2 separate regions of the Sorghum bicolor genome follow, and region 2 is linked to region 1. Evidence: chromatin contacts called from public HiCAR-type data. All regions are on one chromosome and are shown on one strand. Each heading gives the region's core, a stretch centred on a gene start, on an enhancer-like site or on the middle of the called end of the contact. The rest is flanking DNA. Distances are from core to core; before and after follow the strand shown.

Region 1 (2,803 bases), core at 94-2,593:
TGCCCTAAACCTCAACTTTATTTTTTTCATTAACAGCAGCTCACATCGATCATATGAAAGAACAAGCATGGAAACGCAGCAAGATAACATAAAGGATTCTACAGGGGAAAAACTTGGTTTGCATTCAACGGACTAGTGTAGCACAGGCACAAACATCCAGATCATAAAGGACGACTATAATCTTACACAAACATCTAAAGTCCCTCAGTTTCATCCCTGCATCAAATAGTGTAGCCAGTTCTGCTCATACTGAATGAAAATTAAAAATGAGAATGCACTACACTCAAAACATGACCCTCTGGAATGGCAAAAAACATGCTAGGGTCATCGTAGGCACACAAGATGACAGCATGTTTACCATGGAATGAAAAGCAGCACTGAATCATTACAGGCCGTGAATAGTAGAAACCATGCATCTCATGAATAACCGTTAACCAATCAAGCAAATCCTTTAATCCTCTTGTATGACAATAAGCTCTCTGTACAGAACTGCAAGTACCTTGAGTGGTGGGTACACAATTGGCTCAATAGGGTTCTTGAGATCCCAGATGCAAAGCTCCCCCTGCTCAGCCCCAGAAGCGAGCCGATTCGGCGTGAGCTCACTGAACTCCAGTCCACAAACCTGGCAGACCGAACACAGACGCAATCAGCACACGACACCAACCCCGTCAGAACGCCAGGCGCGTAAAACTAACTAGCCAACCCCGCGCCACTCACCGGCCCGGTGTGCTTCTCCAGACGCGCGACCATGGCGTCCTCCGCTTTCCCCTCGGAGCTGAAACAGCGGCGCAATTCAGTCAGAACGGGAGCAGATCTCAAGTGCGAAGCGGGGCGAGGGAGGCGGATCCGGACCTGATCATGCTCAGCGGGTTCCACACGGCGACGGAGCCATCGCTGAGGCCACCGGCGAGGAGTCCGAGGGCGAAGGAGTCGCCCTCGACGGCGCCCGGGCGCGACCAGGAGAGGCGGTTGAAGCGGTCCGGGGCGGGCGCCGAGGCGAGGAGCGGCAGGTCCGGGGAGTCCGACTGGAAGTCGAGGCGGAAGATCTCGATGTTGGCAGAGTTGGAGAAGCTCAGGTCGACGGCGCCGGTCATGGTGCCCGCGGCGAGGTACGGCGCGTCCGGCGCCAGCGCCGTCAGCGCCGCCCGCTGCGCGCTCTTGATGCACGCCATCGCCGGCGAGACCGCGCAGATCTGGGCGCGCGCGCTCTCTCTAGCTCGCCCAGGGCAGGGGCGCTGCACGGATGAATTGGAAGGGCGATCTGGAGATCGAGGGAGGGCAGAGAAGAGAGGTGGTGGTGATGCGGCGGGAGAGGGGTTGGGGACTTGGCTGAATCGCTGCGGATCTGATCGGGTTAAAGCGGGGGTTTGCGCTTACCCTGCTGCGTGCCAGCGTGCTGGCACGCGTGATTTGGAAGCCTTCGGCCGCGTCATTACGAGAGATCAAGGCCGTTGTTTACTCGAATGGGATTAGTCTGAACCGTTAGATTTGAACATGCAATAGCGGATGTGTGATATAACTTCAAACAAAAAGACAGATTAATCCAGTTTCTAAGTGTCTTAATCTAGAATCCAGATATAAATTGTTATTCCAATTTACTACCTTCATCCTAGAAAAAATATAGATTTGCTGAAAGTCAAACACTTTTAAGTTTAACTATGTTTATAGAAAAAAGTATATCGCTTCAGAAAATATACATGGAAATATATTTCGCAACGTATTTACTAATACTTATCTAGTATAATGATTTAGTGATTAGTATCATTTTATATAACTTTGGTCAAATTTCAAAATCATTTGACTTAGCACTATTACATAATTGCATCTCTCCTGGGATGAAGGAGTGCGTTTTTATACTTTATACTTAGATAAATTGGTACTTCTTTCGTGGTGTCTCACCTTCATAATTGTGGGTGGAGGCCGGCTACAAGACTTTGTCAGTTGTTTGTATTGTTTGATCACAAAATTTGTCACCTTTGTAATAGGAAACTTTAGACTCCATGATGGTGTCTCATCTTTGTTTTTGTCCCGCCGTGTAACGTTTTACCTCTTTTTTCTCTTAATGAAATATGGGCTCAAAGTGAGAAAAAATAAAAAGTTGGGCTGATGTATGTTGTAACCAATGCCTCATCAAACACGTTTACAAGATTAGCATGAAGTCTTAGTTCAGTTTTTATAGAACCATTGTGCTATGTACATGTACTATGGCATGCCACTACCGATGGGCAATCAACCCTCTCTTTATAGATTTGTTGTTGTCCATATAAGTAACATGCTAGCATATATTTGACACTCAAAGTGTAGTTGATTTCGAGCATGTTTGGATATTTAGCCAGACATTGCCAAAAGCAAGGAAATCAAATGTAGTTAAGTGTTTAGATCTCTGGCGCATTTTCTTGTTTTGCTACCGTACGTAGGTAGCCAACTTGGCTCTTTGACCCTGGCAAGGTAAATCTATCTCGGACTGGCAAGGTGAGGCAAGGCAAGCAAAGGAACCAAATTGACTCGAATTGTCATCTATTTATTCATCGATGATGCAACTATAGAGACACCTAATCATGGCACTAGGGCGCCAGAGCTAAAATGCAAACATCATTGATCTCAAGTTTTGTCGGATCGGCCTTATGCGGAAAAAGCTAACATAAATTAAAAGCTAAAATATTACAATCCACATCTCTAGATAAAATCCTAGCTCCACATCTGTCCATGTCATCTGAGGCCATATCTAATGGCACCGCCACTGTTGATGCCATGTGTCACAAGCTGTGCGAGCCTCTACTTTTATATGCTCTTTTTTGGTGAG
Region 2 (2,780 bases), core at 27-2,526, 54 kb before region 1:
AATCAAATAGACACAGTTTGCCTTGCCATATTGTGGATTAAAAAAAAAAACTCAGCTACCTTATATATAGACAAATTACTACGGCTCGATCTACCACCTTACATGTAGGACCAGGCGAGCAAATTTGCTCACAGCCTCTGCTTCTCACCGCCGGTCGGCCTGCCCGACGACGACGCGACCCTCTTCACAAAATCGGCGAAGAAATCAGCGTAGTTCGGCCCCGTCTGCAGCCGCACGAGGTTCGTCCGGTACGGGATCAGGATCGTCTTCAGTCCTGAAAGCACGCACGCATCGCCCCACCAATCACTCAATCGACATACTAGGTTTCAGGCTACGGCGCGAGGATTGGCAACGGAGAATTGGGCTCACCGAAGATGCACATGGCGCGGTAGATGACTGCGGCGGCGATGCCGTCGCGCGCGGGCGTGCGGCGGCTGCCCTCGAGGCAGCGGAGGAAGGCCAGGTCAGCGCGGAGGAGCTGGGCCTGGTCGTGGGTGTCGTAGGCCATGTCGTGGCAGTAGCAGCAGAAGTCGAGGTGGTCGACGGGGCGGCGGTCCCAGAGCACGGAGCCGGCCTCCTTGCCGCTGGACCAGTTGGGTCCGCAGTAGTGGCCGTAGCGCGGGAACAGCTTCGACAGCCACGCCCGCGTGCCGCCGTGCCACGGCAGCTGCGCCACGTACGGCCGGAACAGCGGCACCGCACACCCCACCAGCTGTCGCGCCTCCGCCTCCGCCTCCTGCTCGGCCGCCCTCCGCGCCGCAGCGGAGGAGGCAGCGGGGTGGGCCGGCTGTTTCGGCGGTCCCCACCGCCGCTCGCGCCAGAAAGGGATGAGGGAGGAGAGGAAGGCGGCGAGCGGGTTGGACGCGCCGCCGGGCCGCGCAGGGGGCTCTGACGCGGTGACGGGCGTCGCCGTGGTCGGGGTCGGGGTCGGCAGGCGGCGGAGGAGGACCGCCGCGGGGTTGAGCCGGAGCGCCGGCTTCGAGGATCCCGGCGGCGGCGCGGAAGGAGAGGAGGAGGAGGAGGTGACCTCCATTGCCGCGGCGGCGTCGGCCGCCGCGGCGCGCGAGGCGGTGGGGATCCCGCCCGTTTTCTCTCCCGGCTGGCTTCGGCTCCTCGCTTCGTGCGGCGGTGGCGTTCTCGTTGATGTGCGGGGGCTTGCTTGTTATTTCCCCTCGGCGGGCGGGTGGGGCCGGGGCCGCGGGCGCCGGGGGTTATTTGAGGTGGGGATTGGCTGGCGCGGCGGAGCGGGCGGTTCGCCGGATTTGGGTGGCGAAGGATCTGTCTGGGGGAGGCGGGTCGCCTCGCCTATATCCGTGCGCTGGTTTTGTTTCCGTGTCGGCTGTGGCCTGACGCGTGGTGTGCTGACTCGTCTCGGACGACAGGTGGAGCCGTGGAGCCCGGGAGGTTTCTGGAAGCGGCCAAGGGTTTCCCCGCGGCGGCGGGCCGGCAGCGCAGGTGACGAGACCGCCGGGGACGGAGAAGGGTCGCCATGGGCACCAGGAGACGTTGGTGTTGGATGGAGCGCTGCGCTGGTGAGTGGTAAATTCTACAGTGAGCAGAGTGCCTCCCACACGTACACAAGCATGTGAAGATTAATGGATGATAATCCGTGGAATTAGTTTGCACAGTGACAGTATCGAGACAATGATCATTTCATCAGCTGGGGGGTCAACTCATGTATGTTGTACACAGCAAAGAATATATTTTGAGCTGTATAATCCAATATGAGAGATCGGATAAGTTTCCTTTGGCAGGCTCATCTTAAAATTTGATCAAAAATTGGCCACCGGGGGTGGCGTCAAAATAGCGCAAAAGAACCACTGCACTTCAAAAACCTGTTGTGGGCGTGTACTGCGTGCTCAACTCATTTGTTCTCCTCGATAAACTCCCGATATTCTTTCTTCCTTTTCACACCAGATACAGTCCTGCATGTTCCAAGATAACAAAAGATAAGATAAAGGCGTACCTAAGACATCATAATACAGAACTCGCGCCATGAGTTCGTTGTCACTGGCAAGCATCAAAGTTCAAAGAAGACGGATTTAAGAGTTCAATTGCATGCCTGTGGTTAACAAAATTTTGTTCGAGAACTTCATCAGACAACATTTTTTTTTAAAAAAAAAATGCGTGCTCCCTAGTCCCTATTTATTGGGTCTACCAACAAGGTTTGGCCAAGAACGATAAAATACACATACACCAACTAGTCCAATATTTAGCCAAGATGTGCCTTCGGTTTGCAAGTTCATTTCAGCTATCTGGTATTAATCTGAACGATGAAGATGATAAGGTAGGAGTAGTCTAGAAGTCAGAGAACTCTGGAATGTTTACAATTAGAAGCATGTACAGATATATAACCTTCAGTGGGGTGTTTGATGTGAGGATGATGGAGATCTGAAAGCCAAAGGTACCTTTAAAAGTTCAGATTTTTTTTGTGGATGGCCTGGCATGACAGAATCCAAACCACACAACAGCTCAGGAAGAGGAATTGGGATGGATCTAAGGTCTCCAAATACTTTGGCAAGGAAGAAACAGTGGATTGTATGTTGTTCCAATGCCCTATAGGAATGGTACATGGTGCTGGGTGAGACATAATCTGGGTTGGTCTAAATCTACAACTTCGATCAAGACCTTTCAAGAGAATTGTTTACGGACTGCTGGAGGGAGTAGGAACAATATGTTGTGGTGGATCATAAGTGTAGGATGGGCTTTACGTTGATCTAGAAATGACCTTGTGTTTTCAAATTTTATTGTTAAATCTCCTAAACAGGTAGTTTACAAAT

Evidence for each region. HiCAR-type assays count read pairs that join an accessible place to other places.
Region 2: a contact with region 1 is called in a HiCAR-type map of leaf, with 2.5 times the contacts expected there. The contact joins the promoter of LOC110432869 here to the promoter of LOC8072241 in region 1. A contact is called at or near these places in 1 of 4 Hi-C or Micro-C datasets (leaf) and 1 of 1 datasets of contacts at active chromatin or transcription factors (leaf).

What each region holds. Positions count from the first base shown.
Region 1 is chr2:75,192,205-75,195,007 of Sorghum_bicolor_NCBIv3, reverse strand. It overlaps LOC8072241 (protein transport protein SEC31 homolog B), which reads right to left and starts at 1,343. Exons shown (of 22, transcript XM_021454756.1): 1 at 853-1,343; 2 at 718-775; 3 at 500-622. The coding sequence starts at 1,172.
Region 2 is chr2:75,245,982-75,248,761 of Sorghum_bicolor_NCBIv3, reverse strand. It overlaps LOC110432869, which reads right to left and starts at 1,276. Exons shown (of 2, transcript XM_021453880.1): 1 at 370-1,276; 2 at 1-274. The coding sequence starts at 1,033. The coding sequence ends at 129. It overlaps LOC110432868 (thioredoxin reductase NTRC), which reads right to left. Exons shown (of 10, transcript XM_021453879.1): 10 at 1,587-1,925. The coding sequence ends at 1,865.